3 separate regions of the Sus scrofa genome follow, and regions 2 and 3 are each linked to region 1. Evidence: chromatin contacts called from public HiChIP or PLAC-seq and promoter capture Hi-C data. All regions are on one chromosome and are shown on one strand. The core of a region is the stretch at or near the end of the contact, and the rest is flanking DNA. Distances in the headings are between cores, read along the strand shown.

Region 1 (3,352 bases), core at 756-3,255:
GGGACCTCTGAGGAAGAGAGTGGCCTGATTATAAGGCATGCTGAAAAAGACGCTAGAATTATCGGACTGGGAGAAGCCAGCGGGGTACCAGGTGGAGAGCCAGCAGGAGAACAGGGCGAGCGCTCTGAAAAGGAAGAAGAATCAAGAGCCTGGGAAAGTCATGGTAATTCCACCTTGCATTTCTGATACCTTAGTTTATCAAACATGTTCCTCTGTTATACCCTTTAGAAACTTTATTTTTTTGGTCTTTTTATGTCCACACCTGTGGCATATGGAGGTTCCCAGGCTAGGGGTTGAATTGGAGCCGAAGCTGCCAGCCTACGTCACAGCCACAGCACTGCAGGATCCCAGCCATGTCTGCAACCTATGCTGCAGCTCAAGGCAACACTGGATTCTTAGTGCACTGAGCGAGGCCGGGGATCGAGCCCAAATCCTCATGGATACCAGTTGGGTTCTTGACACTGATCCAAAATGGGAACTCCCTTTAAAAAAATGTTATGGCTCCACCTGTGACATATGGAAGTTCCTGGGCCAAGGATTGAATCTGAGCTGCAGCTGCTATCTGTGCTTCAGCTGTTGCAATGCCAGATCCTTTAACCCACTGTACCCGTCTGGGGATCAAACCCAAGCCTCCAAGGAGACCTGAGCCACTGAAGTTGGATTCTTAACCCCCTGTACCACAGCAGGAACTCCTGTTATCCCCATTTAACAGATGAGAACGTGGAGACCTAGGAAGTAAAGAGCTGGAACTTGACTCAACTCTAACTTCAGTGTTCTTTCTACCCATCGCCAGTGGCCTGCATGTTGACTTACTGTTGCCCTTGGGTGTGTGGCTAAATGGTTTAGGAAGAGGGGTCAGAGACAGCCTAGCTTGTGGCCCTGTCCTGTACTCTTTTGGACCCTGGTGACCCATTTAACTGAGAACCCCCAACACCCTAATGACCATGTCCCCTTTGTGAGCAAGGATACAACTTCCCTGGGACAGATCAGGTCTGGGATCCATGCCCAGGGCTGCCTGCCCCGTGCGGAATTAACAGAGCTGGCCAGTAGCGTTGCATCCAATGGCAGTCAGGGCGCCTCACAGGTGTTCTTGACACAGAAAAATGAATTTTACAGAAAATATTTACAGAGTGCCTGTCGTGGCTCAGGGGAAAGGAATCTGACTAGGATCCATGAGGATGCAGGTTCCATCCCTGGCTTCACTCACTGGGTTAAGGATCCGGCATTGCCTTGAGCTGTGGTGTAGGTCACAGATGCAGTTCGGATCTGGCGTTGCTGTGGCTGTGGTGTAGGCCAGCAGCTACAGCTCTGATTTGACCCCTAGCCCGGGAACCTCCACATGCCATGGGCGCAGCCCTAAAAAGACAAAAAGAAAAAAGGAAAATGTTTCCAATTCTGTGTTCGCCAGACGTCATCTTCGCATCTCACCCTTGCTGTCCTGGTGAGTGTGAGCTTCCTTGCCCCCTTCCTGCAGGATCTTGGTGGGCTCCAGCTGGTGCTCTGGGAGGACGCACTGGTGGTTGGGCAGGGCTCATGCTGCGTTGTCACACTTCAGTTTTCTGTTTTGCTACAGCGAAGACTTTGAGGAGATAAACAGAGATCACTTTACACCTTTTATATTATGACAAATACATATTGCAAAACACTGCTGCTTCCAAAATGTTTGGGTTGCAGAGCAGTGAGGAATTAACAGCTCTGCAGCTCCCCAAGATGCTTGTACTTCATTTACACATCAGAATTTTTTTACACCACTCGGTAAAATAAAAAGTGAGAAGGCACACATACACGCACGTACACACTCACACATGCGCCCAGCGCAACCACTTGGGTTCTATATCAGGAATGTCTTAAATTAGTAAGTAGTTCTTTAAGTCCAGATAAACTGATAAATACCATTAATGGCTTAATTTATACTCTGGGTTTGAAATTTGACACATGGACACTATCTTGGCTCAGGAAACACAAGTGGTTTTGTGCCAGAGGTTTTAATGACCGATCAGTAATATAAATTGCTGCATCACTGAACAGAAATAGCTTCTCTGTGTCACTTGATCTGGAAACTTCTCCGGCCAGGCAGCAGTTAATAAATTTAAAAATAATTACCCTCTTCATTCAAAGTCAAACTAATTAGGAGCGGGTTTTACAAATCATAATGTTGTCCAAACCACGGTACATCCCCGTTTGGGACTTGGACAGGCCTGGGGGCAGCAGATCGGGTGGCGTTAATTAGAGGGCAGGGGAGATACCTTGGCTGCTGAGCTGAAGGTGAGGGGGTTGGGACAGTCGTCAGCACGCCCCCTGGGGGAGGGAGTGGGGGGGGTCTCAGTCGGGCGGGTTTGGGCTTGAACTGTGGGGACCTTTGGCTCTTTTAATCCATATAGAGGGAACTCAGGGCAGCTGCCTCTGTGTGATCTGAATATGGGGGCCATGGGGCCATGCTAGTGTTGGGGGGCCAGGCCAGAGAGACTGTGAGAACCTCCAGAGCAGGAAAGGCGGATGTGCAGATAGCTACCTGGGGAGGGTGGACCTACCTGGAGGCAGGGGAGTGGGAGGAGCATCTCTTCAGGGCTCCTCTATGCACTAGGCAAGCTGGGGCCCTGATGGGGTGATCCAGGTTTGTCTTTCAGGCTTCAGAGAAGAGGGACCCTTGGAGCCTGAAGTCCGACTGTGACATTCAGGGTATTTGGAGCATAGTGACAGCCAGAACTTGGGATCTGGTGTCAGACTGTCTAGATTCAAATCCTAGTCCCACTATTTCCAAGTTTTATGATCTTGGGTGGGTGGCTTAACCTCGCTAAACCTGTTTCCTCCTTGGTAACAGGATGGCAGTGATGCTGTGAGGATGTAATTTGGTGATCTGTGGAAGGGCCTTGCATGGAGTACATGATGGTGGTGGTTCCTGGCTGGGTCAGTGAGAAGGGCAGGGCCAGGTTGATGGTTGTGGTGGTGGAGGAATAGGAATGGTGTATAACTGCCTTGCCAAGGGAATGGTATCTTTGAGGATCCCAGACATGTCCTCTAGCCAAGAGGACATTTCCAGTGTGCCCATAGAGCCAACAGCCCGGGAGCCCTCCATGTGCAGCCAGGAGGCTGAGAATGAAGCTTTGCATGTTGAACAATCTTACAGGGCAGATTTGGGGATCTTACTTAAGGCCGTGGTGTCTAGAGTGTCCAAAGCTGCTCATGGAGCCCACCTTCCACTAATATCTAAACCGATGACATGTACAACTAAGACCGGACAAGCTGCAGAGCTGGGATCAGCACAGAGCAGATGCTCCCCCCTCCAGGAGTATCAGAACATGACCTGCCCCATCCTAGAAAAGGCCTCGTTAGTTGGCGCCCTTGAAGGCTC
Region 2 (3,620 bases), core at 62-2,561, 140 kb before region 1:
TCTTGTGAACAGAGAGGGCTGCTGGCTGGGATGGAATTGCCTATCCTTGGGACTACCCCATTAGCAGCTCTTGAACCCAGATCAGTTCTGATGTAAACCTCCCCCAAGGGGCCTTATGGGGCCAGAGCAGATTTTTGCTTCTATTGGCTTCTGCCACCCTTCCTGACTCTTTAATTCCTGGGGCCCGACTCTCCGTTAGGGACAGTGTCTGAGATGTGCCTGGGGATGTGATAAAGGCACTGAACGTGGGGACCCAGTGACTGAAGCCCCTCGTTGCTAAGGCTGAATGACCTCCAGGGCTGACTCTCCGGAGACCCAGGGAGGGCGCTCTCCGCCATCACCCTCACCCCAACGCTCCTGGACGTTAGCCCACTGCGCCTCTCGAGCCCTATCTTCAACAAGCTCTAGGGAAAAGGGCGGAGAAGGGGACTCTGCGCATCCGGAGATTTCTTCTGGTGGCTCTACCCGGGGGCTACCGACCTCAACCCCATCCTCTAAAGTGGAGGAGCCAGATGAGAGGAACCACTTGCGGTTCTGAATCGTCTTCGGGCTTTTACTCGCCCCCTGAAGACTTTGCCCTGAAGGGGGTGCAGTTCTCAGGAAATGTTTTCAACTAGGTTCCCTGGAGGGCAAAGGCTAGGGGATGGCCAAGACTGGGAGGGAGAAAAGTTTCTCTCAGACCTCGACCTTGGCCTCCAGGGGTCGCGACAGCCAAAATGGGGCACCGCCCCTCGACGATAGAGCCCGCGGACCCTCTAGCATCTGGTTTACCCGGGCCGCGAACTCTGCGCCTGGAGGCTACTGGCAGTCTGGGTGCTCAGAAGACCCGGAGGCACAAAAGGCCTGGGCTTAGGCCGGTAAAGCGCCCTTCAAAAACCGATGTCGAGGTACAGGCAGTGCCACCCCGAGTACGTTTAGAAAAAGTGCAAGGCGAGATGACACGCACTGAATAGGGGCAAATACTGGAGCCAGGGACAAAACTCCAAGCTTGGAGCAGCTGGGGAAAACAAAACCTGTGTCCAGTGGAAATTAAAAACCTGGGGGGGTGGTTGCTCCTCGCCCCTCACCTCCATTGCCCACTCTAAGGCTTCCGAGTCCCTGACCCTCCTCTCCGCCAGCTCCGTTCCTCTCCGCTTGGCCAGTGAGCGGCGGCCGCCGGCGCCCCAGCAGCAGCTAGATGTCAGGCAAAGCCCGGAGCGCGGCGCGCAGGGAAGGGAAGGGAGGGGAGGAAAGGGGTGGGGCGGGGAGCGCGCGCGGGCTTGGCCAGTGCGGGGGGTGGGCGGGCTGAGTCCGGGGACAGCGCGGGAGGGGGGAGGGAAGGGGGGCAGCTGTGGGCAGGGAGCCGGGCTCGGCCGCCAGCACTAAAGATGGAGAGGCGCCGGGGCCTCGCAGGGGAGGGGGCTCGGCGTTGACGTGGGACGCGGCGGAGGCGCCGCAGCCGGTGGTGATTTGCTAACCTCGCAGTAGAGAGGAGTTGAGGGCGATGAGAGCGGGTACTGCGAACTGCCGGGCGATGCCGCCGCTGCCGCCTTGATACCGAGAGCAACAGTTCCCCAGCAACACCCCCCTCCCCGACACAGGCACACCCCCCGAGGAGGCACGCACACCCACCCCACGGCGCCCGGCTCGGCAGCGGTGAGTGGGGGCCCGGGGAGGGGCGCACCGCCCAGCTGTAGCCTTGCGCCGGGGCGCCCCGGGGCTGGAGAGGTCTGGGGGGGCGCGCTCGCTTCGGCCACTCGGCCGTTGGGCTTCTGCCTTGTTTTATTCTGCTTGTTCCCTTCCTGCTGCTGCGGCCGTCGCCACCGGCGGTTGGGGGTCGGCTAGAAGCGGGAGCCTCGGCTGTCAGCTTGGGCGCAGCTGCGTCCCCAACCCTTCCGCTCCAGGGCACGGTCGGGGCGAGAGGTGGGGGGCAGAGCGGTCTGCGGGGGCTGAGGGCACGAGCAGAGGGTTGGGGATCGGGAGGCTTTGTACCACCAGGGGCCAGCGGAGGAGCCGGGAGCCTGTGGGTGCTCATATGTATGCCGACCGGTGCGCGGGCGCGAGATAGGGCTGTGGTTTATTTGTGTGTTTATTCGCCGGCCGGCTGGGAAGCTAGAATCGGAGGATCCGAGGAGTAGATCTAGGGCGAAGGGAAGCAGAACTGGGACTCAGTTGGGTTTTGTTTCTCTTTGCAAAACGTGGTGGGCTCTTTTTTCCTGACTAGAGTTGACCAGCCCCCCCGCCCCAGGTTTTTTTTTGGGGGGGGAGGGGCACCGTGGCCGTGCGCTCTGGAGGGTCTCCAGCGCTCCGGGCCCTTCTCGGCTCTCGGCGGGACCCGCCGTGGCGCCGGAGCTCGCAGTTGCGCTCCCGGCCGCGCTCGGTGGGTGCTCGGCTTTGCACCTGATGCGTTCGGGATGCTTTTCTCACCCCGGCAAGCTTGCGGCTCGCTTGCAGAGCCACTGGAACTCCCGCACGCGCTCGAAATGCGCACGATCTCGCCGGCCCGCGGACCCGCTGGAACGCACAGACGCGCTCGGCAGAGACTCGCTCGCCAAGCTCCCCGGGACGCTCGCAATGTGCTTGGGCCCGGCGCGCCGGCTGCTGGGCGCCACCAGCCCGAAGCCCGGGACCTTGCTCATTGCTCCCGGGGGTCACGGCCCTGGGGCGGAGAGGGAGAGCCCGCAGACCCCTTTTCGTCTTTCCTCCCCCAACTCGCTGTCGGGCTTTTGTGCTTCTCCTTCGCCGCGGGGCGGGTCAGCCTCCTCGCAGCTCTCGCCCAGGCGTCCGGCCCGCCCGGAGTCTCGCCTTTCGTCCGGGTCTCTTTCGCTTTCCCTCTTGCTAGCCCGACTGCCTTTCTCTTTGCCGTCTGGCTCCCTCGGAAAAGTTGCTTCTCCAAGTTTGCTGAAGTCTTCAAGTCTCCGTGGGGGTGGCTGAAAGCTAGGGGTGTATGAGAGCGCGATCGATCCCCGGAGCTCGAGAGGGTTAGCGCCGGCTTTCCCTCGCGCCGCAGGGCTGGGCGCTGCAACCAGCGCCAGCCGGATCGCGGGCGCCAAGCCGCGGGTGGCGGGGACCGCTGACCGAGGCACCCTGATTTCCCTCAGGATCCAAGGAGCTTGCGTCGGGGAAGGAATTCGGGTTAGCCCAGCTTCCGTTCTTTGGATTGACCCCTCCTAGTTCTCTGAAATCCCGAAGTCTGGAAAGCGCATGGTGGCAAGGCGCCCATGAATGGCCGTTTCCCCCCCACCAGCCGCTGCTTCAGTTCTCACCCCAGGGTGAGGAGCTAAAGTGTCTTGATTAGTCGTCTTGTTAACCCTTTCTGCATAAGACTTGTGGCTATAGAGTGAGTAGGGCGCCTTTTGGGAGCGAAGGCCAGCAGCGTTCCAAGAGAGAGGGAGAGCCCTTGCTCCGCTTTGCTCCCAGGTCATTTCACTGCAGTATTGACCACAGCACAGCAGAGGCTGGGAGGGACCTGGGCCTGCGAGGTCTTTCTGACACTCTTTAGACACGTTTGGGAGTCCCACAGCCCTGTTACTGATCCCAGGCGGTTCTTTGGGAGACGCCTTTGTCTCCAGCCCTGTCTTCCCTTCGTATTCATCAAAACTCACACCATAGATACTGTTGTCAGTATCACTTCTTGCACC
Region 3 (3,217 bases), core at 115-2,614, 170 kb before region 1:
CCCACTTCCAAAAAGCATCTCAGGAGTTAGGCTTCAATGTACGAACTTGGGGGTCACGAATATTCAGCCTAAAGCACTTGCCCCGGTCACTCAGGTGGCAGGTGGAGGAGCTGGGTCTTCTGCTCCAAGTCCTGATGCTTGTTGCTACACCCCACAGTCTCCAGGGTCATAGTCTCTGTCCCTGGTCCTCTCTAAGAGCGCTCTGACACCACCGTCATTTTCTGGCCATTTCATTTCCTACAAAGCTCTGCATGTCACACGAACACTGGTGATCAGGGCCACGGAACTGGAGGACATGGGACTGGGGGTTCCGAAGCCAGCGGAGGCAGTTGCAGTGGAAGGTGGGTGGGGGTGGGGCTGCACAACAAAGAAGAGGTCAAGGGTCTATACTTTGGAGCCAAACCACCCAGGTTCCAATCCAGGCTCACGCATTGTCTGCCTGTGTGGTCTGAGCCAAGTCACTCAGTTCCTCCATGCCTCAGGTGTGCCATCTGTAAAACAGCGATAGTAACTGTACCCAAGTCATTGTTTATTGAGATGATGAAATGAATCAGTATGTGAACAGTGACCAGTGCTTAGAATGCCCTCCTTGGGGGGCAGTGATGATCATTCCTATCATTTACTAGTGACGGGGCTTCCTTGTCTGATACTCTCCCTGCTCAGTTGGATTAAATCGCCCTGACACAGGAGCGCTTCTGGATTCCTGTTGAAAGCTTGCAGGAGGGGAAGAACAGACAAAGACGGATCTACAAAACAGAAGCAGATCACAGACGTGGATAGCGGACCTGTGGTTGCCGGGAGGGAGTGGGATGGACAGTTTGGGGTTAGTGGATGCAAACTGTTACATTTAGACTAGATCGGCAATGAGGTCCTACTGTACAGCACAGGGAGCCATGTCCAAATCTCTTGGGTTGGAACATATCCACGAGGAATTAGGTTCGATCCTTGGCCTCACTCAGTAGATTAAGGGTCCAGTGTTGCTGTGAGCTGTGGTGTAGGCTGCAGCGACGGCTTGGACCTGGAATTGCTGTAGCTCTGGTGCAGGCTGGCAGCTGCGGCTCTGATTTGACCCCTAGCCTGGGAACTTTCATATGCTATGGGTATGACCCTGAAAAGCCAAAAAAAAAAAAAAAAAAAAAAAGAAAGAAGGAAAAAGAAAAAAAAAGATGGATAGGTGTCTCCTATCTGAGGAGCAATGATGAAAATTCCGGGAGACACAAGAGCCTTAGGATTTCAGGCTGGCAATGCCCTGGAGAGATCTCAATGGCCATCCCTCTGCCTCCAGCCAGCCCTTCTGTATATCCTCGGCTAGGACGAGGCCTTGAAGAGTCGGGTGACAGCTGCCAAGAAGCTTTACGGTGCCTCCTACCAGCTCTGACTGCTATTTCGGGACCCACAAAGGTCAAAGTCAGTCCCTGCCTGCAGGAACGGTGAGACACGTGCCAGCAGCAGCTGGGTTCCCCTGCCTCCTGGGTCCCACTAACCTGGAGGCGCACCTCGATCCCATCAAGCACAGGGCTGACATAAACGCCAGTGCTGAGCCCCAAGGCGCTGCTCTGTACAAAATCCCCAGTGAGCCCCAAGCAGAGAGAAATACAGCTTCTCAGGGCTGATTCCGGGACTCACCTGCCTCCCCCTTCTCCTACTCCCCACCCAGTGGAGAAGCTTGGCTAACAATTAAACACAGTAGCAATTTAAAACCGCCCTGCGGTGGGGGACCCTCTGCCCACCTGCCCAGGCTGCTGTTTACTCTGGCGGGCTGGGCTCCCACCCGGCTTGATGCTGGCACTGAACACTCGCCTATAAAACACCCTGTAAAAGACGCTCCAGGGGCCAGTGAGCCAGGTTTGTGACAGGGGCCCTGTCCTCAGACCTTCTTTTCCCTGGAGCTTGCTTTTTGCTTTACCCCATATCCCACGGGCCTTGTAGATTTTTTTTTTCTTTTTAGGGTGACACCCATGGCATATGGAAGCTTCCAGGCTAGGGGTCGAATCGGAGTTACAGCTGCTGGCCTATACCACAGCTCACAGCAATGCCAGATCCTTAACCCATTGAGCGAGGCCAGGGATTGAACCCGCATCCTCATGGTTCCTAGTCGGATTCATTACCCCTGAGCCATGAGAGGAACTCCCCATTAATGTATTAAATAGCCACTTATGAGGCATTGATGTCCCTAAGGTAGTCTATGCCTTTGAGATCAGATGAGACAACTCTCTAAACATTCTCCAGGAAGAGGGTCTTGGATTCTTTTGTCCAAACCCAACTCCCTCTCTGGTTCTGTGTGTTCACGCTTCTGCTTCCCCAGATCTCACTAGGAAATGGGTGAAAATTCGAATCAACTCTGCAGTTCAGTGATTAGTATTGCACCAATGTTATTGTCTTGATGGCTGTGCCATGGCTGTGGGCAAGGAAGGGTAACATTAGAAGAAGCTGAGCGAGCAGTACGTGGGAAATCTCTGTACAATTGTTTTCAACTTTTCTGTAAGTCTAAAGTTGGCTGGAAATAAGTTTAAAAAAATAAGGACGTCTTGGGAGTTTCTGCTGTGGCACAGGGGGTTAAGGATCCAGCGGTGCCACAGCTGTGGCTTAGGTTGAGGCTGCGGCTCAGATTCAGTCCCTGGCCCAGGAACTTCCATATGCTGCAGGTGTGCACCCTCCAAAAAAATTAAAATGAAGAAAGAGGAAGTCTCACTAGGAGTTTTGTTGACTCTAGAGCTTCTGTTCCATCTCATGCTTGGACTCCGTCATTCTCTACATCTTTCTGCAATCCTTTTGGTATCTCTTTGCCTTTCCCCTCTGTCTGTTTCCCCTTCTCAGCCCGTCTGTGCCCTTCTTTTCTCCTTCCTGCAAAAATCTGCTCTCCCCACACTCCTCCTCCCTACATGTAAACACCTAATCAGTCACTGAATTCTCTTAATTAAACTTCCTGAATATCCATCAGCCATTGCCTCCTCTCCCGAGCTGCTTCCAAAGCTCCTGGGTTGTCCCACGCAGTCACCCCGATTAGTCCAAGGCCCCCTTGCTGGACTCGGGGGATGGGCTCCAGTTGGTTCATTCTCCACACTGGGCAGCTCCGAGCAGGTCTAGCCCCTAATCCACGCCATCACTGTTTCGGCATCACCTACTAAAAAAAAGCCCAATCAGGTGGCATCATACTGTGATCCCTATGTCCCCGGCTTCCACTGGTGTCACTGAATCCCAAAGCAGTTTGACAGGG

The links. Promoter capture Hi-C pulls out the DNA fragments that hold promoters and counts their contacts. HiChIP or PLAC-seq counts read pairs in DNA pulled down with a chosen protein or histone mark.
Region 2: a promoter capture Hi-C map of skeletal muscle shows a contact between it and region 1, with 12 times the contacts expected there. The contact joins the promoter of ZBTB16 here to the enhancer-like site in region 1. A contact is called at or near these places in 3 of 5 promoter capture datasets (fetal liver, liver and skeletal muscle), 12 of 47 Hi-C or Micro-C datasets (embryonic fibroblasts, heart right ventricle, liver and 5 more) and 1 of 2 datasets of contacts at active chromatin or transcription factors (skeletal muscle).
Region 3: an H3K27ac HiChIP or PLAC-seq map of skeletal muscle shows a contact between it and region 1. The contact joins two enhancer-like sites. A contact is called at or near these places in 4 of 47 Hi-C or Micro-C datasets (liver and skeletal muscle) and 1 of 2 datasets of contacts at active chromatin or transcription factors (skeletal muscle).

The regions. Positions count from the first base shown.
Region 1 is chr9:41,773,971-41,777,322 of Sscrofa11.1, forward strand. All of the region lies in intron 4 of ZBTB16 (zinc finger and BTB domain-containing protein 16), which reads left to right. Among named protein-coding and RNA genes, the nearest start is that of NNMT, 95 kb to the right of the region's middle. Within about 2 kb of position 2,006, at least 1 of the 83 cell types and tissues checked has an H3K27ac peak or open chromatin away from gene starts, as enhancers often do. A contact at or near this core is called in skeletal muscle, where this site is marked.
Region 2 is chr9:41,638,225-41,641,844 of Sscrofa11.1, forward strand. ZBTB16 (zinc finger and BTB domain-containing protein 16) reads left to right here and starts at 1,312. Exons shown (of 7, transcript XM_021062868.1): 1 at 1,312-1,635. It overlaps LOC106504875 (a long non-coding RNA gene), which reads right to left and starts at 1,247. Exons shown (of 3, transcript XR_002335639.1): 1 at 1-1,247.
Region 3 is chr9:41,606,352-41,609,568 of Sscrofa11.1, forward strand. LOC110255433 (a long non-coding RNA gene) reads right to left here. Exons shown (of 4, transcript XR_002335637.1): 4 at 1-491. Among named protein-coding and RNA genes, the nearest start is that of ZBTB16, 32 kb to the right of the region's middle. Within about 2 kb of position 1,365, at least 3 of the 83 cell types and tissues checked have an H3K27ac peak or open chromatin away from gene starts, as enhancers often do. A contact at or near this core is called in skeletal muscle, where this site is marked.